Linked DNA regions of Mus musculus: regions 2, 3 and 4 are each linked to region 1. A link is a contact called in public Hi-C and HiChIP or PLAC-seq data. All regions are on one chromosome and are shown on one strand. The core of a region is the stretch at or near the end of the contact, and the rest is flanking DNA. Distances in the headings are between cores, read along the strand shown.

Region 1 (5,630 bases), core at 2,966-5,465:
GAGTGTGTGACAAAATGGTCCTGACACACTATTTGTCTATAAGTAATGTATAAGGTAAAATAGAGTGTCTGGCTTTTTTTTTTTTTTTTTTTTTTTTTTTTTTAAATAGCTGTCATAGCACCTGGTCTAGGTAGGAGGCTCAGAATCTATGGAGACTGATAGAAGTGTTTTTCAAATTTAGCTGTCAAAGCCAGGGAAATCATCCTGCCTCCTGCCTGGAAAGTGATTTACAATTTTCCTCTTTGGTGGCATCCTAAAGCAAACAGACACTTCTGTTTCCATGGAGAAACCGCTCTTCTCTCTAAGGTAGAGGACCTGCCCCTCCCTCTTTTCCCTCTTCTTCTCTTCCTTTTCTCCCCCACTGCCCCTCTCTCCTTCCTTTCTTTCCCCATTGCAATCTTTCTCTCTCTCCCTCTTTCTTCTTGCTATTCCTCCCTTCATACTCTCCCTCATTTCCCAATTTCCCCCCATATCCTGAGGCCCCTGCTCTGTGTCACGAGTTCCTCTACTTGCTAAGAATTCAGAAATCATTTCTGCTCATGAGAAACTTCCAGTCTGTTTAAGAGAGATAAGCTAAGCAAATACCGGAGGGTGAATGGGTGAGAAAGGGAGTCATTACCTGGGAGGCCTGAGTTCTTCAGGGTGGAGTTTTGAAGGAAAGCCATTGTTTCTCAGAGGATGGTATTTTGGGAAACAGACAGTGCTCTCTGCCCCTTCCAAGGGAACTATAAGAGGTCTTAGAGCTCTTTGTATGACATGGCATGGCTGTGTTTTATGTTTACTGCTTTGTTCTAGAAAGATTCAGTTGATGAACTGACAAGAGATATAGGGAGTGAGATCAGGAATGGGATCCACCCCCTCCTTATGGTGAGGGAAAGGTCTATGAGAGCAGACAAACATGGCTGATCGCTTGTGTAGCTCAGAGACCAGAGCACCTTTTCCATCACTCGTCATTTGTGTGCTGTTCAGAAGCGCAGGGCTCAGAGTCAGGCAGACTGGAGATGTGGGTTAAACAGCTCATTTAAGCAAAAGAGGATTTTGCTTTGTTTTGTTTCCGGAGAAAAGAGCTCACTATGGAAGCCAGGTTTGCTACAGACTTGGAGTTCACCCCCTGGCTCAGTCTCTTAAATGTTGGGATTATGGGGTTACTCCACCTTGCCAGAATGAAAATATGATTTTAAACTATCGTTTATGTGATTTGGTTTCCAAATCTGCTAATTCCCCAATAAACAGGACTGCACCAAGGATCCTCTTCAGAAAGGACAGCATTGTGACCAGTGGGCTTCTTGTCCAGGATAATACACTTGGAATTCTATATAAAGTCATAATTATTACAGTAAAAAGAAAACTCCTGATGCTCACCCCATCTGAAAACATGGCATGCTTGGCTAAGGTGACTATTAATGTACATTGTCATTGGCATCAGCATTGCAGGCTCAGTCTTTGGGAGAGCCAAGATGCGGTTCATTTGCATACTACTTTGCATTCATTTGCATTTTTCTCCTATGCAAAATCAAATGCAGCTAATTAGTGCAACCTTGTTACAATGAGAAGCAGGCTCAACCTTCTGTGCCAGGGCAGATGGAGGCCAGAGCAGGGATTGAAACCACCTAAAGCCAGGGGGTGGACATGCAAGGAGACCTGACAGGCAAACATAGACCGTGAGTTAAATGTAGGAATGTGAGTTGCACCATTTTCAAATATTGTCTGTCTCTTTGAAGTGGGTACTGGAAAGTTAGCAAGATCAGAGAACCTAGGGAGGGAGGGAGGGAGAGAGGGAAAGAGGGAGAGAGGGAGAGAGGGAGAGAGGGAGAGAGAGACTGATTGACTTAAAGGTGGGTACAGATGTACCTTGCACATGATTTGGGTCTCAAAGACCTTGGAAAAAGTCAGGTATGGAGTTCAGCCTTGTTAACTACAAGCTGTGGGATGCTGTACTTGGGGCATTGTAGGGATGGGATAAGAAAAAAAAATGGACGGCAATGAACTTTGTCATGTCAATGCAGGATATAAGTGGGTATTCTAGGCTATTAACATGGAGATCAGCTGACGATGGAGGTTCCCAGTGTCTTCACAGGGTCCTGCCACTATACTGTACGTGAGAGGGTCGCATACATCTCTCTCTCATGCACACATACAGATACACACCCTTAGATGCACTCACACACAGGGAGAGACTAACTTTTAGATTTAATAAACATCTAAAACATAAGAATCATGAGGTACGTATATTACAATCACTGTTTGATTGAATGATTTCCACGGCCATTCTAAGAACCATTTATTACTTGGTGCTGCTAAGGAAGACCATGCTTGCCCAGGATGTCAGGAGACTATGGCAAACTGTTAGAATACCCTCTCTCCTGAACAATAACAGAAACATTCGTCCAGTTTCCCCTTCTCTTTTTTGTAGCTTTGATGTAGTCAGTGGCCCATCTGCTAGCCTACTCTCTTTGGTCCTGATCATTCTGATCTGGTTGTGATGGTAGTTCTTTGCCAGTTGAGGACTCCTTTTTTTCTCAACTGGTCATTTTGGTTGCTCTCTCAGACTTTAGCACCATGTTGTGTAGCTCAGGACGCCCCATTCCGCAAAGGAACCTGCCAGTCTACCTAGGGGATTGCACTACCATTTCAGTGTGACCAAAAGTAAGAGAATAGAAGTCAATGCTGGACAGAATGTCACCATATTTGACATTCCTTCTTGATGGGAGAGCAGTGCTGCCAACAGAATTTGCTCCCCAGCCCGTCCTGGGGTGGGAGCAATTGGTGGCAGTCACGGGCAATTGGCAATGCCAAGTCACGAAACAAGTAAATTGTGTTGCAAACCTTCGAGATTGGCTGTATGACCACCACATCTGCTCTGCAAGGAAACACCCATCTCTACATCATAATGTGAGATTGGCTTGTGCAGAATGGCTTTTCAGCCCAAAGCTCCATATGGAAATAGTATGTTTGACATGCTGAAAGTTTAGATCCATAGTCCAGTATCACTGCCTTGACTCGAAATATGTTATCCTCCAAGGTTTGAAAGTGTGAAAATTGGAAAAATTAGCTTATCATAAAAGGTAAATGATTTTCTTTGTAACACGTTTGCATATATCACCATTTGTTGACCACCCCCCACTGGTCTCACCTGTCTCTCTGTACATCACATATATTTTATTATCCTCTCTTAGTGCGTCTCCTACTTCCTTTCCCTCCCCTTCAGGGCATCTCCATAGTCTCCTTTCTACCTTTGTGCCTTACAGAATACCTGTATGTATGTGTGTTAAGTGTTGCTTTAAAACCATAACAATCATACTGCTACTGCCCAGAGCAGTGAATGCTCTGCCAAATTATCTTATTTGGTTTTCGACAAAAGCCTCACGAGGCAGGTAGTTTAATTTCCACTTCCCAGACTAATAAAAAACAGAAGTTCAGGACTGTTCCGTAATGCATTCACAACCACACATGCAAGGAGAGGGTCAAGATTGAAGCCAGCATTCCTCTCGTGCACAGACCCTAATCTCATTACTTTTTACTCATGCATTTCCTCCCCGAGCTGGATACTAACCAGCTGAGCCACATACCTTACTCAACAGCGATGGCTGCAAATACTTTTGTCTGCTTATATGTAAAGCAAGCTACTTAGGAGACAGTGAAAATGACATTAGACATAATACAGAGGCAGAGTCTGTGTGCAACTGTGTCTTGAATGCTTAGATGAGATGTTTTCGTTTCTGTATGCTAGGATCTACAAAATGCATCCCGTTGCTTGAGCCCACTTGTTACGAGGACCTATTCACAGTAGTCACTCAGCTGTATCAAAAGGTCATGAAAAACATCCTGTGGAAAGGCTTTTTTTTTTTTTTTTTTTTTTTTTTTTTCTGGGCAGAGGATCTAGAGTATTTATGAGTCACTTGAAGGCTCTGTTTCCCTCTAGAGATGAGACATTCTAATTCTCCCATCTGTTGAGTTTGACTTACCACTTTCCCCAGAGGAGTCTTGGAGGCAAGGAGAAATCATGCTGACTAAATGGTGGTTGAAATTTGTAGGGTGACTGTTCAGTTTAGCAGAGAATAACTAGAAGGCACACTGTATCACCGCATTTGAAAAATCATTAAAAATGTTCCTGCTTCACATTCCTGTGGCTCCTTAAACTCAACCCTCCAGAGGACCTTCCTCCCTCCCCCTGCCAGCTAAAGCTGTGTCATTCTGAGCTGTGGCTATTGGTCATTTCCTGTCTCATCCATCCAAATGCTTGTTTTATTATGACTGCCATGAGAATGGGCTCTGAGCTAGGGACTGGGTTTCACAGCCATTGGCGGATGTGTTTCCTCCAATGTGGGAGCAGAGGGAAAGAATGCGGGATTCGCCTTCAGGAACCTGCATGCAGTCACCAGCTCTCTGCTAGCACTTGTGCTCATGGGTGTACTACTCAAGCATGTCTCTTTCAAACTGTATTTCTTTTTTGAGTACTTAGAATATATTAGTCCTCTGCTAGATATTGGGAACTGGAAGTACACAAAAATACAATAAAAATAGATCCTCCTATTTTTAGAATTCTGCTCTGATGGGAGACATAAAGTACACTAATAAAATTAGTACAGATGTATGTTGGTAAAATGTATGCTTTGCATGTGCTAATTTAGAGAAGGAAGCATGGGGTTTTGCATAGTATAGTTTTCTATATTAGACAACTATAATGACATGAAATCAGCTTTAAAATAAGCCTTTCTCCACTCCTTTCTTTCCCTTTCCCTCTCTCCCTTTCTCTGATCATCAAGTTCTGTCAATGTATCTGGTAGTGTTGATGTTTATTTTTTTAAAAAATTAAGATCTTTTTTTTTTACTTCATTTAAAGTGTCTGAGATTTTGGCCTTCAAGTATGTACGTGAATTCCTTGCTCATGCCGATGGGTGGTTGTCAGCCACCCTCTGAGTGCTGGGAACTGATCATGGATCCTCTTCCGGAGCAGGAAACAGACTTAACTCTTGAGCTGTGTCTCTAGCTCCCTTGATATGTATTTTGCTAAATAGTAATGGAGACATTCATGCTTGCTTCTGCTTACTAGCATGATAACTTTTGTATTCATTCATCTTTTCTCAGTTTGTATCTTAGTATCAAGTACGTGTCTTATATGAAGGATACAGTCATTCCTTGGGTGCCCTTTGCTTGGAATCTTTAGTGGGTTCAGAGAATGTAATTGTTGGTTTGGTTAGATTCGGGTTAGCCATATGGCTCCATGCTCTGCCATTCATCTCAGGCACTCACTTTCTGTGTTCTCATTTGTCAGGAACTTTTCAGCATTTAATATCTTACTCCGCCTCGTGCTTATATTTCTTTGGTGGTTTTCTAGTGATTATTTTCTAGGAATTATAGTTTGCTTCTTTGAGTTAATGTTGAACGAGGAAACCTGTTTTTATTCCACTTTCAGTTTTGAAAGAAGAGACTTGGTTCATGATTTGGCTTTTCCCTTCCTTTATCTTCCTGTCTCCCTCTGTCTTTCTTTCTTTTTTTTTTAATTTTTAATTTTATTTATTTTTGTTTTTGTGCCCCTTTCTCTATTCTTCATATGTTGAATCTAAGACCTAGTACATGTTAGTCAAGCAGTCTATCACCAAATTACATCACACGCTTGATAATTTTTG
Region 2 (6,008 bases), core at 2,521-5,020, 1.1 Mb after region 1:
CTCTTCTATATAGAACGCAGAGCACGGAGGGGAGGACTATGATAAAGAAATCACATTTAGAACTGAGTGTTCCATGGTCTCTCCTTCTCTGAACACTGTGTAATTGTAGGTCTCCAGGGTAATTACCGTTTATTACAAGAAGCTCCTCTCATGAGGATTTAGCCAGGACCAGACATGGGTTACATTTCAGTGAATGGCCAAAAAGGTCTTACAAACTCCCTGTCCCTATTTTTACATGCTTTTTCAAATGTTATTGGTTACTCTGCACAACCTGACTGATAACACATTACTGTTGAAAACATCACATATTTATGCCACCAAACATGGGGAGATTAAGCTGGTGATAGTCTATTTTAAGGGAATAAAACAGAAAATGATAGAGGAGGACACCCAAAATTCTTCTCTGTCCTCCATGGGAACATGTATCTGCACATACATGTGGACAGACGTATAGATCACACACACGCACACGCACACATGCACACATTCCAGGGAATGGGATGAACTAAGGTGAATGGTATGTGCTTAATGATGAGTCAACAGGCTGTTATGTTCCTGAAGATACTGAGCCAGGATGTTGTAAGATTTTGTAAGATGTTGTAAGTGTTGTCACACTACCCAGGACAGAATGCAATTTCATAGTTATGAGTTGTCTCTTCTGGAATCCTTTATTTAATATTTTCAGTCTACAGATGGGAGAGTTTGGTGTCTTCAAGTCCTTACATAATCCTTCTCAAGTCAGGACTGGAACTAAGAACTCACTTAGATTAAGTTATACAGAGACTGTGACCTTCAGGTTAGTTGTGAGTCCCTCTTGCTTCTTCAGATCATTTATCTGCAAAAAAGACAGTTGCCATAAGGTGATACAGCTTTGTGGAATGAACCACTGGAAGGAAATCGGCCAGCAAATAATCATAATATTATGCAATATTAAGCTTAGAAGCAAATGTCTGTTGTGTCTACTCTTAGGTGCGACTGTAGCTGTGGTTGACAACAACATAGGAACTTCTTGAGAGATGCCAGGCCCAGAGGGCCAGACTATGACCCACCAATATTTCTGATCAGTAGAACTGTGATAAAATTTATTCTTTCATGGAACTCTGAATTGGACTGGTTTGTTATAGAAATGTATATAACTTGCACAGTGTCCTATTTATATGCTGGCACTTGACTACAAAATAAATTGTCACATTCCATTTATTGTTAACATTTTCACTATCTCTATGATGGAGAATATATATGTGTGTATATATATATATATATATATATATATATATATATATGTATGTATATATATGTATGTATGTATTATATATATATATATGTATGTATGTATGTATGTATGTATGTATGTATGTATATATCCCAGTATCATGCATTATTAGATCTATTTACCATCCTGAGCTGGCTACATATGAAATTAATATTTTTTATACATGAATTCATCAGAGCGTCATATAATAGAAAGTACACATTGAATTCAAACAGGTTTCAATTTGAAGTCCGATCTGCCCACTTCTTCACGGAACTTTGGTCAAGTCAAATAATCCATGTGAGCTTGAGTGTCATGATTTATGAAGTGCTGAGCTGGGTTGAAAAGGGAGAGGGGCCATCTAGCCTAGCAGAAAAACTTCACAGAAAGCAATTTAACAGTGATGGTATTTAAACAAGGTTTTAAAAGATAAATCCAAATTACAAAGCAACAGTAGAACAAGCAGTGACATCAGCACCACTGGTGGCTGATATAAAGGTATGGCATCTTTGACAGGTGTGAAAAGTGTGAAGTTGAGGAGGAAAACAGTGAGCACAGAGGAGTTTCTAGAGATCTGTCAGGATTTAAAGTACATACTGCATTATAAAAACTCTTAAACTTCTTTGGAAGACTGGTAGTTATTGCTTTTCCAGAAAAGAGGGTGTGTATAGGTTTCTATTTCATACATTTGTGTAGCAGGTAAAAGGCAGAAGTCAGCAAGTTATTTAACAAAGGACTGGATAATAAAATATCTTGCATCTTTCAGCCAGTGTAGTTCCCACCACAAGCTCAGCTGTGCCTTTAGGGAAATAGCAAAGACAGTGGATAGATACATTCAAAAGTCAGTTTATAGGAACAGACAGCAGGCAGTGTTTGACCTATGGTCTTCAGTTTGCTAATTCCCGAGGCAAAGTTTCCAGGATGAAGACGATTACCATGTCCAGAAAATATTCAGGAAAACATTTAAGGGTTGGATAGTTGGCTCAATAGTTAAGAGTATTTGCTACTTCTATAGAGCCCCTGGAGATGGCTCACATCACCCACATGGTGGTGACTGTAACTCCAGTTTCAGGAGATCCAACATCCTCTTCTGACCTCTACAGGCACCAGACATCCATATGGCACACATACATGAGGAAAAAACACTCACACATGTAATAAAATAAATTCTAAAAAATAAAATAAAATTAGTCAATTACTTCATTCAATCATTTTCACACCTGCAAGAAAGGCTGAGAAAGACCCTGTTAAAGATGCTTGAGGCTCCGTGGTGGGAAAGAGACACTGTCTTTTTTTCTGGTGGAAGTTACAATATAGTGAATCGAAATAATTGAGAACATTCTTAAGAATGAGTGTTGCAAACCAGAATTCCTGACACACACAGACACATCATCATTGGTGTAATGACTCGATTTGATATTTAAAACGATTGCACTTAAAAGTATTTTTAAGAAACAAAATGTCTAGTACATATTTAATGATCAAATAGAGAACTTAAAGGAACCACAACTTCCAGGCAATAAATCTAGTAAAAAGCCTAAGAGACATGCCAAGGACTATGCCAGGAATTATCTGTCTGATGCTTGTGATACCTAAAAGTGACTATTACTCCCATGTGGAAATCTGACTTTCCTTCCCTTCATATTCCTGCTGAGGCAAAAACTCAGGCAAAATCAGCAAGCAGTGGAGGTTGAAGTTTTATGGTGGGAGACTAAGCAAAGAGTCTACCATGAACCCTTGAGAGTCCCACAGAAAACTAGGGGTGGGCCTGGGAACTGGAATCAGGAATCCCAACTGCTACTTCCTGCTTCCAATCACCCTCCCAGGAGAGCTGCCCCCGCTGTGTCTGAGTGGAAGAAAGGCTGAGAGCATCCCTGAAAAACCAAGTTCTTTTCATAAATTCAGTCTTCTGGGGTGAAACAGCAGAAAACAAACAAAGGAACTGTGGGCTTTAGAAAGTAACATTTCCCTTTCATCAGCTGGAGGGCAGTGGCCAGAGAAAGAGACAGTAAAAGCAGCCACACTGCTTGCTGGCCACAGAAGACGAAGTCCCAATGTGCCTTGAACACTCACCCACCAGCTTAGGAGTTCTGTCATGCTCAGAATAACGTGGTTGTACAACAAGGGCTTCTGTTTCTCCCTAATGAGTTGATTATATCCTGTCAGAAGAGTCATAAGGCCATCAAATGTCAAGTCCATTTTCTCAAACATATTATTTTCATAGCAGCTGGGCCTGACTCACTCTCAAAACAGGGCATCCCATTGTTCCCTTCAACAGATAATGCTGGAGTGAAACTCAATTAAAAGAGAAAGGGAAGGGGCTTAGAGGACACATGATCCCGATTCATGCAAGTTTACAATTTGCTGTTTAGAAGCCAATTCTATTAGGATGGTTTGGTCACTTAGTTCACAATTAGTTCCTAATGCCGGAGGAAATAGACATGGAATGTGTTGTTCACCCCCAGGACTGTTTCTCATAAGGGAGGGAGGGCATGGTGTTAGTCACTGCCTGATGCTAGAAAGAGAAGGCCGGAAGTGAGAGATGTGAGTACTAACTCTAAGCATCCCAAGACAACCCTCTGACTATACCTGGTTTATCACATTCCCCAAAGACACAGATATAATATTAACACTAAACTTTACGAATCAGACAAGCAGAGTATTGGATACTCATATCCCAAATGGTTATGAGCATAGTGATGTATTAGACATACTAATAATTAGATCACAGTTGTTAAAAGAATAAGCAGCCTAAGATACCTATGACATGCTACAGAAAAAGTTCAATGAATGATAATTATTATTTTAATCATGATAACAAAACTGGAAATCAATGAAGAAAATGGCAGCCATGAATCAAGGACTGTGACCAAGACTCTGAAGCAGTGATTCTCAACCTTTCTAATGCTGCAACCTTTTAATGCAGCTCCTTACAGTGTTCTCATGATCCCCAACTATAAAATTATTTTATTGCTACTTCATAACTATAAGTTTGCTATGAATCATAATGAAAATATGTAACATTCAAGATATCTGCCCTGTGAGGGTCACGACCACAGGTTGAGAACCACCACTATAGGAGGCTGTGTGATCAAGAGTCATGAGTTCTGAAGCAAAAACCAAATAGTTGTCTCACATTTATATTAATTAATCTACTATATAGCAAGTTTGGCAACACAGACCGTCCAGTGATGATAAAAGAAAGTACATGTCCTACCTACCACCCAGCTCCTATCACCAAAATTGGTAACTTATCTGATCATTTGTTTTGACTTGTTTTCATTTTTCTGTAAGGTGCCAATACAGCAGGCAGATTTTAAAATATCTCTATGACTCCTAGCCTCTGTGCAACGTTTCTTATCACTGATGCAGTCAAATACTAACACAAGTACCACTGATGAGCGATTTCCATGGATACTGGGAAGATGACCCCAATATAAACAATTGTACCTTGTGTAAGCACAGAGTTTCCTGGAGCTGACATCTGAAAAGAAAGTCAGAGAGTGAAAACATGTTCTGACATACTGATGCTTGTTCGGAACTGAAAATAGATACAGAACAAGGAACAAAGAAGTCCACAGAAGCTGAAGACCTGCAGGAAAACAAGAGCTAGTTAGCAGTCCTATAATGACTAGATCTTACAATGAAATGAAATGTTTCCAACAGAATGGGTTTGGGACAGGATCTTTTGAATGCATCTCAATGTCAAAACCGTGGTGCTCTGTGCAAACTGAGACATGTATGACACAGTACACTTCTGAGCTGAAACGTGAGAATTAATTATTAGGTATTGTTTTAAGCCGCAAATTTTGTCATATATCAATAGAAAGCTATGAATATCTTGAGAGCTGCAAATGACAGAAATTTCATTAAGTTCTCTTGCCTCTGAACAAGACTGAGCTATCTAGCTAAGCCTAAGGACTCACTTACATCCTATGTCAAATATTGGCATGTGTGCACATATGTGCATTTATGCGAATGCGTGTACACACACACACACACACACACACACACACACACATCAGGCTTCTGTTCAAAATAGTTGGATAATTAAGGCAAAAAGTTACATATTTTATTTGAAGTAACTATTTACTTCCCCAATTCACTTTTTCTCAGCCTGTCATTTCTTCAGTGAGTATTCATTGAACAACTATCACGTGCCAGGCTACAAAGATATGACTTAGTTTACCAATGTAATGTTCAATGTTCAATGAGGTAGTAGGCTAGGATGCAGCGACAAAGCAAGCCTAGACCCTTAGACATCAAGGAAGGTTTCTCAGAGTTTGTCCCTTGTAGACGGAAACCTTAAGATTCAACCAGTCACAATAGATTGAAAGAGAAGATTATTTCCAGACAGATATATAATATCTAAACTTATCCAAACTTCTCCTAGAGTTCAGAGACTCTAAGAGTGTGTTCGGCATCCATCTTGCCAAGGAGGAGCGGAGAAGAGACAATGAAGAGGTAAGAAAATGACCTCATTTCTAGAGTAAGATCTTATTAAGGAGTTGAGAATTTTTCCTAAGTTCAGGGAAAACCCTAGAAATCAATAATGACCCCACTGGCCAAACAAACCCTATTTCAACAAACTAATGTCTGAAAAACTTGAAGAATCATTTAAAGAGAAATCTTCAGTGCTGAAGATAACAGATCATTCTTATAAAAATGTCAGTCATGAAGACTGATGGAATGACAGTCATGAAATGATAGGGACAGAGATGTGAGGATTATCAGCTCTGAGTTTTAGGTGTAGAAA
Region 3 (5,798 bases), core at 936-3,435, 1.3 Mb after region 1:
GCTCAGAGTGCTTTCCATCACTCCGTAAAACTTCAGCCAACTCACATTTTGAGCCCAACAGCACTCCCCAAGCCCTGAAATATTAGCCACCCCACACCACCCCACACTGGGAGGGGTCCATATTTCTACCTTTTTGTACACTAGTTAATGCAACCAAACATTGAGATATCATGAGCTCCTGTGACATGCCCAATGCTGAGCTATGCACTGGTTCCTAATGATCTCCTTTTCTTGGTATGAAGACATTATTAAATAGCTCCCTTCCAGCTGTCAGGATGTTGAGAGAAACATTGACTAAGTCACTTGGTTAGGGGAGCCCAAGTAAGGAGCAGTGTAACCAAGCATTCATTGCTTTCCCAACGCAATGGCAACAGTGCCTAACATAGACTTCGTAAAGGAGGGAGGATTGTCTGAGCTCATCGTTTCTGAAAGGTTAAGTACAGAGTGATTGTAAAAGGCATGGCAATGCCACACGTGGTAGCAAAACTCCACAGAGGTCTCTAGTATTTCAATGGCTAGGGGGAGCAAGGATCAGGAAAAATTAGGGATGCAGAATTAGTGGGACTCTCAGAGGCATACAGTTTACCTATTGCCCCTTTTGTAAAGCCTTCTGTTTTCTTTCATGCATTCCTATCTAAATTGTTACTTCTTTGAAGGAGGTTGTGGGTAGGAGTTGCACAGAAGCCTTTTATGACCCTCTTTCCCAACTGTGTGAGTCTGCAGTCATCGATACCGCTGCAAAAGTGGGTTTCTTGCCCTTTATAATCAGCAGCAGTGTGGATCCTGGACTTCGACATGGTTTCCAGCATACGCAGCACGTGCCATAGACCTCAGCCTGGTCTCTGGTGGCAGTGCAGACCACGGACAGGGCCCTCTGCCAAAGGGAACTCTTAAAAATTGTGATAGGGATGCTAAAATGTAGCTCTCCACAGTTGATGGCTTCTGGTGGGATCCAAGTGGGAAGGACTTGTTTTGGGTTTTTTGATGTTTTGTTTTGTTTTGTTTTGTTTTGTTTTGTTTTGTTTTGTTTTTTAAGGCCTGGCCCCTGGGAGTTTGACTGTGACACACTGAGTATACAACAAAAATTGGACTTTTTTTTTTTTTTGATGAAGGGGGTAGTCACAAGGGTGGGGGATGGACCTGGGAGCACTGAAAAGTGAGTGTGATCTGGGTGCATGATGTGAAATTCTCAATCAATAAAAATATTACTCTGGGACAAAAATAAAGGTCTCCCATTTTGAGACAATACATCCATTTTCCACCCTTAAAGAGTTTATGTTTTGTTCTCTCCTAAAAGAATGATGGCCTTAACAAAAAGATCCTTCAAGGCTGAGAAATGTATGTCACTTTACTGAGATCATTTTAGGATACAAATGGACTTTAACAATAATTTATCATTGTTCTGTATTACTTGGGAAGGAAACAAATGCTGAAGAGCAGGTTTTGTTTGTAGTTTTATAAAAATGCATGAGAAAGAGCTACTTTGTACAGTGAAATCTAGGTTTTCAAATGCCCCCAGAGGACTAAAGGAAATGGCTCCTTGGACCCTTATTACACCGAGAACTCGAAGCATCTCCAACAGAGAAGCACTGCTTCCAAATCCTTTAACTCCCTAGAGTTGAGCCTGGGGACCCTTTTCTCATTATCCAAATACAAGAAAGACCCTTTCTTATGTTTTTGAGTGAATGCATGTTGATTTTCTGCTACATGCAACATACCATTAAAACCAACAAGAAGTTGTCATATTTGTCACGTGAATACTCTCCCATCTTAAGCATTTCCTCTTTTAGGAAAAAGATAAATTCTACCATGATCTTTACCATGTTAACTCTGTTAAGTTCTTTCCAGGCACCTCCTTCAAGCAGTCCTCCCATCGACCATCAGAAATACACATCTTTAACTCTTAAGTGATAAAGACAGCGCTTAGAGAAAAGAATCAGCTCACATAAGCAAACAAGTAAGAAAGCTTAGACTGAAAACTGTCCAGATTTGCCTAGAGAAAATTCTGTGCCTTCTCCAGATAAACTCAGGGACCATGAGCACTCAATGCTGAGACAGTCTGTCATGATGCATGGAATAGAAGAGCAGAGTTGACAAAAAAATATAGTGACAGATTTTCATACAGAAAAAAAATGTGTTGTGGTTGTACACGCACAAAATCCCTCACATGGGAAGTAGGAGCAGGAGGATCAAGGAATTCAAGGTCAAACTCAGCACCATAGTGAGCTCAAGGGCAGCCTGGGCTATATAAAAACCTGCTAAAAGGAAAAGAAAAATAAAAGCAAATGTTCATGTATACACTCAGTCATTGTGTGAGTTTGTTTGAATGTAAGACCCATCACAAAGATTTTTTTTCTATCTCAAATATGAAATGTTAAAGGGGTTTTGGTTGCAAGGATCCTAAAAGAGTTCATCCCTGGGTGCTACAATGAGGAAGGAAGTCTAGGGACTGCCATCTCAGTGCGGTCATGAGTGCAGCTATGAGCAGAACTCTGGACTCTAACCTGCTTCAGCATTTCTCCAGAGTGTCTCATCCTAAAGATACAGTGCTATTTCTGTCTTACACTTGACATTTAGAGTCATCTTAGCTGGTCTGCTTATGATAAATTATGTAAAATAAAGCATTAAAAGTCAATCAGTATGTGATTATCCCAGGATGAACTCAAATGGAGAAAGAGGAGGGGGGGAGACATTTCTGGATAAAGCAACATCAGTATCCAGGGTCAAGAAGTAACTCCAGGCTAGTGTCTTCACAAAAAGGACGTCTATCAATATGCCTTGGACAGTCATCACAAAGGAAGAAGAGAAAGAATAAATTATTTCTAGCATCAGGCCACTGCTACTGTAGTAGCCACTAATGGTGACTGTGATATGATCCCCATTTCGGTGAACTTATAGTCTAATGGTTAAACTATAAAGGGAAAAAGGTCCAAATGCTATACAGTAAGTATTGTGATACGCATGAGTACACAGTGGTTTGAAAATCACAGAGAAGGGGTTTATAATCCATAGGAAGATAGCTGCTAAGCTGGCTTTCTGATGGTTGAAAAAGGCTGGAAAAAGACCAGTAAAGACCTAAGAACAAGAACCACATTAAACACATTAGGGCAGAAAGACGCCTTGGGGAATAATAGTGCCTGGATCTAGGCCTGATCACCTGAGTTCAGCCCCAGTGGTCCACATGATTAAAGGAAAGAACTAACTCTCATAGGTTGTCTTCTGCCTTCCACGGGAACGTTGTGGTTCCACAGGGACATATACCCCGCATACATAAATAAATATAGTTTTAAAATAAAGACACAATACCTTAAGACAACAGTATGGCTTGCCTTGGATACAGCCCAGAGTTCTACACAGTAGACCTCAGAGGGAAGAGATGATGGTACAAAGAAACTGGGGTAAGCACAATGTGCCAAACCTTGTAGGTTTTGTCTGTTATTTGGAGTTTTAGCCTAAGAATAAATAGGGCTGATCAGGATATTTATGCAATGGAATGGCATGATTCACCGCATTTTGACATAAATAGCTATGACTGCTAACTTGTAGGTGAAATGGGAAGAGAGCAAATCTGTGAACAGGGAGACTCTTAGTTATTGTAGCAATAGTCTAAGAGAAGAACAAGAATATGAGCTAAATGCTTAAGTGTGGTCAGTACAGTCAAAATGGAATGATACGTATTAGAGACTGATTAGTAATAAGTGGTAAGACTGGAATAATAACCTTCAAATTCCCATTGAAGGTCATCAGTGGCAGAATGGGATGATTAAGAAGGTCAGATCCCTCCACTTCTAACACATATCCCAGCAGGTGCAAAAGCCTGAGGTTCATAACAGTGCCTTTGTTGATGCTATCACAATAAAATTCTAGTGTATGAATGGAAAGGACTCACTTGAATAACTACACTAGGTTGTCACATTACTCTTGCTAAGTTTAGATGGTATCCTATTGGCTTCTAATACTTGAGCACAAATCAAGACATGCCAAAGTCAACACTTAATGTTGACTAAGTCTATCAAGAGAAGGCAAAATGGGTGGGGAAGGTGTCATTTGTTCCACAAGAACTATTACATTTCATGGACCCTTATATGAAACTCTCTTCTGATGACACAGTCATATACTAAGGGACCTTGAGAGCAAGGACTTCCCAAAACAAATATCAAGCCAATTTAACTCCATGCAGAACGTGTCTGGCTACAAGAGTTCTGACATTTGCCAAACCTCATAGAGTATACTGGAACCATCTTAAAGACCTCTGCATTCCTGCAGGTCTCCGCACCCTACTCTCTGCTCTCTTTAATGCTGAGTTTCTCTAGGGATGATAGCTTTGGGATCTTGGGTTTGACTCAATTTATTCCAGGACTTGGATTCATTTTAAACAAGTCAGAATCCACGTGCCATCTTCAATTAAAGGTTTTGTAAGGCAAAGGAAGACGAGCTCAGCCACCAAATATTTGGGCCTGGGAAAGCTTCTGCAGCCTTTCCAACAGGCCAAGTGTGATGTGGTGAGACTGGCTCCTGTCAAAAGCAATGAGGGAGGCAGCAATGGACATTGGGAAAATTAGGCCTGGCACCAGCCTAAGCCACTGAGTATTCAAATAAATGGTATGCAAAGTGTGGTTTGAACATCATGGTCTGGGGAGCAATGAGAATTCTGGGTAGAGTCTGGATAAGTATGAAAGTGCTTGAAAAGACCAATCGAAGTAAAAATGAATCAGATAGCGGACAGGAATAAGCAAAGAAACCACAAGGCATTTTTATTGATTTGCTTATTAAATGCATCCATTCAATGACTATCTACCCAGACCCCAAACTTCAAAAGCACGAAGATTCTGATGCTGGCAGAAAAAATAATAATAATCAGAAACTTCCTGAAAACGTATATTTCCAGGGTCACTGTAAGATAAGAAAAATAAAGTTTGAAATATTTCATGCATCTGATTTTCAACTTTGCTTGGTTACACATTTATAGCTGTGGCTGTTATCATTAATAAACAGTTCTTAGTACCCTGAAGATACCTGGCCAGCACTTGGTAGGAAAACGAATGAATGGCTGCTTACCCTGGAATGCACAATGTGTTAAGAATATACACATTCCCTTATGAACTGCAAACAACCTCCATGGTAGATAGGGCAATGAGAAACTAGGGATTTAGATGGTTAACAAAATATCCTGATCATATACCTAGAGAGTAGAAAAGTTAAAACTAAATTCTATCTTAACATGGCAAGTAAATATAAATAAATAGAATCTCAAACATCTACCATGGAATAATGTGTTCTTACATGAGATAAAGATAGAAAAATACAGAAGACAGGGGAAAGCCAAGATGACACTAAAAGGAAGATCATGAAAACTCCTAATATGACTGTGACAAAAGGGGGTATCCTGGTCAGAAGGCAAGGAGGGCCAGCTCAGAAAGCAACAGGTTACCATCAAGGCAAACAGAGGCAGACTCACAAGCATTAAGGAGTTGGCTTAGATGGTTGTTATTATCAACTTCCTTGCTATCCATTCCTATCAAGGAAATACAAGGACAAAGTGTGGAGCAGAGACTGAAGAAAAGGCCATTCAGAGACTGTCCCACCTGGGGATCTATCCCATATGCAGCCACCAATGCCAGACACTATTGCTGATGACAAGAAGCACTTGCTGATGGAGTACTACTCAGCTATTAAAAACAATGAATTCATGAAATGCTTAGGCAAATGGATGGAATTAGAAAATATTATCCTGAGTGAAGTAACCCAGTCACAAGAGAACATATGTGGTATGGACTCATTGATAAGTATATATTAAC
Region 4 (5,753 bases), core at 898-3,397, 1.1 Mb after region 1:
GTCTTGAAAAACCAAAAAGAAAAAAAAAGGGAAGAAAAAGAAAAAGAAAAAGAAAAAGAAAAAGAAAAAGAAGAAGAAGAAGAAAAAGAAAAAGAAAAAGAAAAAGAAGAAGAAAAAGAAAAAGAAAAAGAAAAAGAAAAAGAAAAAGAAAAAGAAAAAAAAAGAAAAAGAAAAAGACTGGGCAACTGATGAAGTGTTGGTTTATCCTTGCATTCTTTTATACATCTAAGTTACCCAACTTAGTGAGAGAGATGTGAAGAGAGGTCTTATTATTGAATCAAGACTAGAATTTTAACTTATATTTACACAGGTTGTATTGTATACTCACAGGATATTTTGTTATAAATTTTTGAAAGATAAAATAAGCAAATGGTTGCTTATAGGTAATTATGTTCAGATTACAATCTGGCAACATTTTCCAGAAGTGTCCTGGACAACTGATCTCAGAAGTCAAATAATATCATTAGATATAATGTTCAAACTGAAGCTATGTTTTTATTGAATTTCATGAGTCATATTCCTTTCCTGTATCAGTTATAAATTTTACTATTATATTCACTTTGCATGATCTTCACTATCTAATTGTGGTCCTAAAGTTGATTGTGTACTATACTCATTGTTAGGGATGGTACGTACAAGTTAAAATTGCTATCCTAAATAAATATATTATTCTATAAATAACTAGAACTTTCTTTTCTAAATTAATATATAAATAAGCATATGTATACCTCTAAAAGCTATTTGCATACTTTTATAATCTGGTGTCATATGGTAAATAAATGAATAAAAGCATGAAATAAAATAAGTAGCATAAACTATTATTGGTGTACTCTGAACAGTAAGTCTCATATTAACATCAAGTTCAAAAGAGAACTTACATCATCTTTAGGAAAGATTTTAGAGGGCACGTAGGTCTTCACTGGAGTCATTTGTAAATTTGTCAGAGAAATTTCATTCACATCACATCAAAATTTCTTAAAACTATTTAAAGAAATCTTATTTAGGTAGTTATTTATTTAACTTATTTATTTAGTTTATGTGTATGAGTGATTTGCCTGTATGTAATTTTTTTCTGTGTGTGTGATGTGTGTGTGTGATATATGTGTGTGTGATGTATGTGTGTGTGTGTGTGCATGTGTAGTACATTATGACATTATGTCTGGTGCTCATTGAAGTCAGGAGTCATATCCACAAAATTCTAATTACAAACATTTGTGAGTTACTACGTAGGTGCTGGGAATTGAACCTGAGTCCTCTGTAAGAGTAGCCAGTGCTCTAAACTGCTGACCTATCCATTTCTCCAGCACCTTACAGCATTTTCCCCATATTTCATCTGACTTTATCACCTAGTTGCATCCAAGAGTTTCTTTGTAAATTCTTAAACTCTGAGAAACTCTGAATGTGTGCAATTTTTCTCCTTCTAGCTTCCCTAATCTGTCAGATATGGGACTTTCTCATAAGGCCCTCACTCCTTATAATGACAATAAAATAACCATTCCCTGCATCTTAGCTCCATCTGTTTACCCTTGCCTCCATCACCATGAGAAAATTGCTGGGATCTTGATTAGTTAGTATTTCTGTCATGTAAGGATACACATAAGCTCATAGAATGGGTGTCTCCATGTGCACTTGAGTCACAGAAAGCATTCAAACAAGAACAGTGCTATCAAGCCTTGAACTAGGCAATAAAATTGGATGTTCATATTATGTACACATCCCTATTGTGCATACTCTCTGATCCTGAATGCTAGGAATTTGGAATCTACATGTTCTGTCACATTCTCTCCTACCTTGGAAATGTAGTTCCTGAAGAAAAGAGCCACACTGAAGCCTAAGGAACCAATAATCAGTTGCTCTTTCTAATTGAGCACTTCTCTTTGCTTAGATTTTGGAAGAAGCATGAAAATGATTTACTGATTTAGGAACTGGGTGGAGTGGACCACAGAAAGACAAATCAAAAACATCTGGAATGAACTATTTGAGAGAGAAACGGGGAGGGAAAAAAAAAGTAGAGCTTTCAAATGAAACGAAGTACAGATGATTTGGCCAAATTCAAGCCAAGCCAAACACTCACATTAAACATTGCACTTGGGTCTGGTTCAATAGCAGGAGCCGGCAAGGGGGAGCCTCAGCCAACACTGCATCAGAGGCACATTGTGGAGGGAGGAAATGAGTTTAGTCAAGCCAGCTGTGACTTCAAAGCCGTGGCTCTCCCAGAGAACAGTGGGAAAGGGTTCCCCCTTCAGTGAAGACTGCAAAGTTCATCCAAAGACAGTCCGAAGGGAACTAACTCTGGGAAGAAGCAAATTGCATTCCACACTCTAAATAATACTTTCCTTGCATGAAGTGGTGGTGACCATCTATTTAAAGAGACAGAAAAAGAATGAGGAAGAGGTGATAAGGAGACGTCTCTGATGCACATTCCAGGACACACAAAACTGGTGTGTCTGTGTTTGCTTTTCAGCAAAGATAGGCATGTCTTTGCATGAGTCATGCTTCCAGCTATGTGAAAGGTGACAACACAGGATTTCTCTTCTGAAAGATTCCCATGATTTCTTTCCCCTCTTTGAACTTCTAGAAAACTAATATTTCTTTCAATGCATTTCCTCAGTAAAATTTTATCAAGAAACCCATGGTGGGTTAGGTGGGGGTAAAACAAAGATAAGCAAGGAGAAGCTAGACATATAAACAAAGGCTTATGGTATTGAACCAGAAGCCCCTGTTAGAGCAATGGTTCCCAGAGAGTAGTCTCCTAAAAGGTGAAAGCAGAGGCAAGAACAGCACTGGGGTAGGAAAGTTTGCAAGCTCTAGCCTCAATGCACTGAATGAGAAGGTGCAGTTGGTTTATTGAGCTCTCCCATTGATTCAGATAAGTCTTAAACCTGGGAAACCACTTTTATAAAATAGAAACAGAGGCTTCTGGAGCAGAGAGCCAGTACTACTGAGCCAAAATGGAGATCTTCTACCATGTACAAATCATGGGCTCATCTCCAGGTTAGAATTCTATAGGTGGCCCTCTGTCAATACACAACCATGAGCCTTTGCTTCTAAGTAAACTGCTAAGATTCAAAGGTAAGGAATTATTTATTCTACACCCTCCCCAGCCTTCTCCTTCCAGCTCAATGACTCTCAACCTGTAGGTCATGACCCCCAAAGACCAATATCTATACTGCTAGTCATAACAGTAGCAAAATTACGTTTGAGGGTCACCACGACATGAGGAACTTTATTTAAAGGGTCACTGCATTCGGAAGGTTGAGAACTCACTGTTCTAGCTAGCTTCAGGTCCAGTTCTTGGATGATACAGCTTTTAGAACTTACTTTGAGACACTAATTCTGAAAGTTTACACTCCTCAGGAAATCTTGGCAAGCATGTATTTGCAAAACTTTCCAACTCTTGAATATTCGAGAAGAATAGTGGTTATCTCCTTGAAGCACTCACTGGATGATTGGATCTCTACTGGATGATTGGATTGGCATCCTTATCAAGGGTTTTCTCTTAGTATGCTTGGGCACCTCCGCTGATGAAGATTGCACTATCTCAGGCTGCAGTTTGCTTCCTTTGAGACAGCTCCTTTTAGAAAGCACTTCCTTCTTCTGGGCTGAGCACTGCCATCATTTCCATTCCATTTGTTAGTTATAATTCTATCCCTTGGGAACTCATAGCAAAGATACTTACATATTAATGTGACATTCTTCAAGTATTTGAAGTTAATAATTATGTAGCATATGACATCAGTTAAACTCACAGACTCTGGAAGCAGACGCCCTACATTCAAATTCTTGTTCTGCCACTTAGAAGTCTGTGACCTCAAGAGAGTTATTTACTTGCTCTTTACTCCTTGGTCTATATTAAAAGATATAATAATACCATTACATCAAAGGGCTTTTATAAGGATTTCAGGAATTAATGTATGCATATAAGCCTGGAATACTGTAAGTGCTCTAAATGTTTTAGCTATTATTAATCATCATCATTACCATAAAGATCTTGTCAATTCTCTGACCTCAGCCACATTTCTAATTCTATATTTATTCACTCTGGGACTTGAATAATTACATATGTTTCAGTGAGATCTCCTAATTTTCATTCTACCCCATCCATAAATGTGAGTGGTCAGTTGGGACCACATGAATTGTCCTGTACACTGTAATTTTAAAAAGGAGTAATGTATATTCCCTCTAGCCTTGGCATTAAAATCTTCTACTCTACTTCAGTTTATCAATTACCTGCAGAAAGAGAAAGGGAAAAGAGATGCCAAGAAGTTACCAAGAAGTAGTAGGCACAAAGGTTGGAAGACTCAGAACTCTAGAGTCAATACGTAAAGGGAAACTCCCTTTAAAAATCAACAAGTTTGTGCATTCCTGATGGCTAGTATGAGCAAGAAATTGCATTTGCTCTGTGAAACCACTGAAATTTTACAGTCTAGGATGATTAATATGATGGCTTCCAAATTTATGTCTCTTGCTCATCTTGTGTTTCTGTACTCTAGAGCCCTGTTTTATTCAGCCTTTCTAAATAAGACCTGCAGTATGGGAAGGGGTACACTAAGGGCTTTTGGAACTAGAGCCTCTATATTGCCATTTCAGTCCTACTAGAGACAAGCTATATGCTTATGGAAAGACTAAATAAACTATTCTAAACTCTAATGCTTATTAGTAAATTAAATATATAGATGTCTGTAAAACATAAAAGCCATTGGTAGATAGTAAATATTTAATAAATGTCAGATAAAATCATAGTTATGACCTCGATACTCTAAATATGCTCTTTCTCAGGCTAATATATAATGCTATTATCCAATAGTTGTTAAATTTTAAACTACCAACCTAATCTTTAATCACGTTTTGGTCATTCTTTTATATTGAATGAGTCATTGATAAGTGATTAATTGTTTTCCCTAAAAATTTCTCAGATCCACCCACTGGTCTCTATCCTCTTTTGTTAGATCTTTTTATCCTATATCCAGATATCAACCAGCATCTCTGACTCCATTACAGTTACCATTTCAAGTCTGTGCACATGCTCTTGGCATTTATACAACTATAAGGAATCTTTTTAAAGTTCAGTCTCCTCTTGTTAATTCAAAGTCTTAAGTGCATTAATTCCTCCATTGCCTTTTTATAGGACCATATGACTGACCCATCACTTCAGCCTTCCCTTGTACCTCATTCCATGACTTCATCTCTAGGATTCAGTCATATTGGAATTCTTTTTGTCTCAGGAAGGTACTACTGAGTATTTTGTCTTTGATCTTTGAGTATGTTTTCCATTTAAACCAACCCTTCTCCACATCCTAGGTTATCTAATTAATTCCTGGCCATCTTTTATATTTCAGTGAAGTTGGATATTATCCATAAAGTCTTCAGCAATCTGTACCTAACTGATTAAAGATAAGAACATAACACCTAATTATTCCTCACTGCATTCAATGAACTTGCCACTATTTCTGTTTGCCAGAAGCCCTTGTGCTAAAGCACTGGCTTTTGTGAAGAAGGAACTTATCACATATGCTTTTCAATGTAAAAGAGAATCTTCTTGGGTGGCTTAGTATGTTATATATCCCATTAGAAATGTTATGGAATTGAGCTTGGGATTGAAGGAGAAGGAGGAGAAAGAGGTGGGGCAGGAGGAGAAGGAAGAAGAGGGCGGGAGAAGGAAAGGAAGGAGGACAAGGAGAAGCCTTCAGTAAGTTCATTGTATAGCTCTTATTAAATTTACTTACAAGTTTAAAAAAACTCAGCACCTGCCC

Evidence for each region. Hi-C and Micro-C count contacts between places; a contact is called where the count stands out from the background. HiChIP or PLAC-seq counts read pairs in DNA pulled down with a chosen protein or histone mark.
Region 2: a Hi-C map of muscle stem cells shows a contact between it and region 1, with 2.9 times the contacts expected there. The contact joins two enhancer-like sites. A contact is called at or near these places in 2 of 484 Hi-C or Micro-C datasets (the N1E-115 cell line and muscle stem cells) and 3 of 115 datasets of contacts at active chromatin or transcription factors (the NIH/3T3 cell line, astrocytes and embryonic fibroblasts).
Region 3: a Hi-C map of bone marrow-derived macrophages shows a contact between it and region 1, with 10 read pairs. The contact joins two enhancer-like sites. A contact is called at or near these places in 1 of 15 datasets of contacts at CTCF or cohesin (large pre-B cells), 3 of 484 Hi-C or Micro-C datasets (the N1E-115 cell line and bone marrow-derived macrophages) and 5 of 115 datasets of contacts at active chromatin or transcription factors (the NIH/3T3 cell line, acute myeloid leukemia, astrocytes and 2 more).
Region 4: a contact with region 1 is called in a FOXA1 HiChIP or PLAC-seq map of pancreatic cancer cells. The contact joins two enhancer-like sites. A contact is called at or near these places in 1 of 15 datasets of contacts at CTCF or cohesin (the NIH/3T3 cell line), 2 of 484 Hi-C or Micro-C datasets (adipose-derived mesenchymal stem cells and uterus) and 5 of 115 datasets of contacts at active chromatin or transcription factors (the NIH/3T3 cell line, astrocytes, embryonic fibroblasts and 2 more).

What each region holds. Positions count from the first base shown.
Region 1 is chr15:62,283,281-62,288,910 of GRCm38.p6, forward strand. No RefSeq gene overlaps it. Among named protein-coding and RNA genes, the nearest start is that of Pvt1, 250 kb to the left of the region's middle. Within about 2 kb of position 4,216, at least 75 of the 459 cell types and tissues checked have an H3K27ac peak or open chromatin away from gene starts, as enhancers often do. A contact at or near this core is called in the N1E-115 cell line, the NIH/3T3 cell line, bone marrow-derived macrophages and 4 more, where this site is marked.
Region 2 is chr15:63,397,126-63,403,133 of GRCm38.p6, forward strand. No RefSeq gene overlaps it. Among named protein-coding and RNA genes, the nearest start is that of Gm41335, 43 kb to the left of the region's middle. Within about 2 kb of position 3,771, at least 29 of the 459 cell types and tissues checked have an H3K27ac peak or open chromatin away from gene starts, as enhancers often do. A contact at or near this core is called in the N1E-115 cell line, the NIH/3T3 cell line and muscle stem cells, where this site is marked.
Region 3 is chr15:63,603,651-63,609,448 of GRCm38.p6, forward strand. No RefSeq gene overlaps it. Among named protein-coding and RNA genes, the nearest start is that of 4930449C09Rik, 110 kb to the right of the region's middle. Within about 2 kb of position 2,186, at least 6 of the 459 cell types and tissues checked have an H3K27ac peak or open chromatin away from gene starts, as enhancers often do. A contact at or near this core is called in bone marrow-derived macrophages, where this site is marked.
Region 4 is chr15:63,338,419-63,344,171 of GRCm38.p6, forward strand. No RefSeq gene overlaps it. Among named protein-coding and RNA genes, the nearest start is that of Gm41335, 16 kb to the right of the region's middle. Within about 2 kb of position 2,148, at least 70 of the 459 cell types and tissues checked have an H3K27ac peak or open chromatin away from gene starts, as enhancers often do. A contact at or near this core is called in the NIH/3T3 cell line, embryonic fibroblasts, pancreatic cancer cells and 1 more, where this site is marked.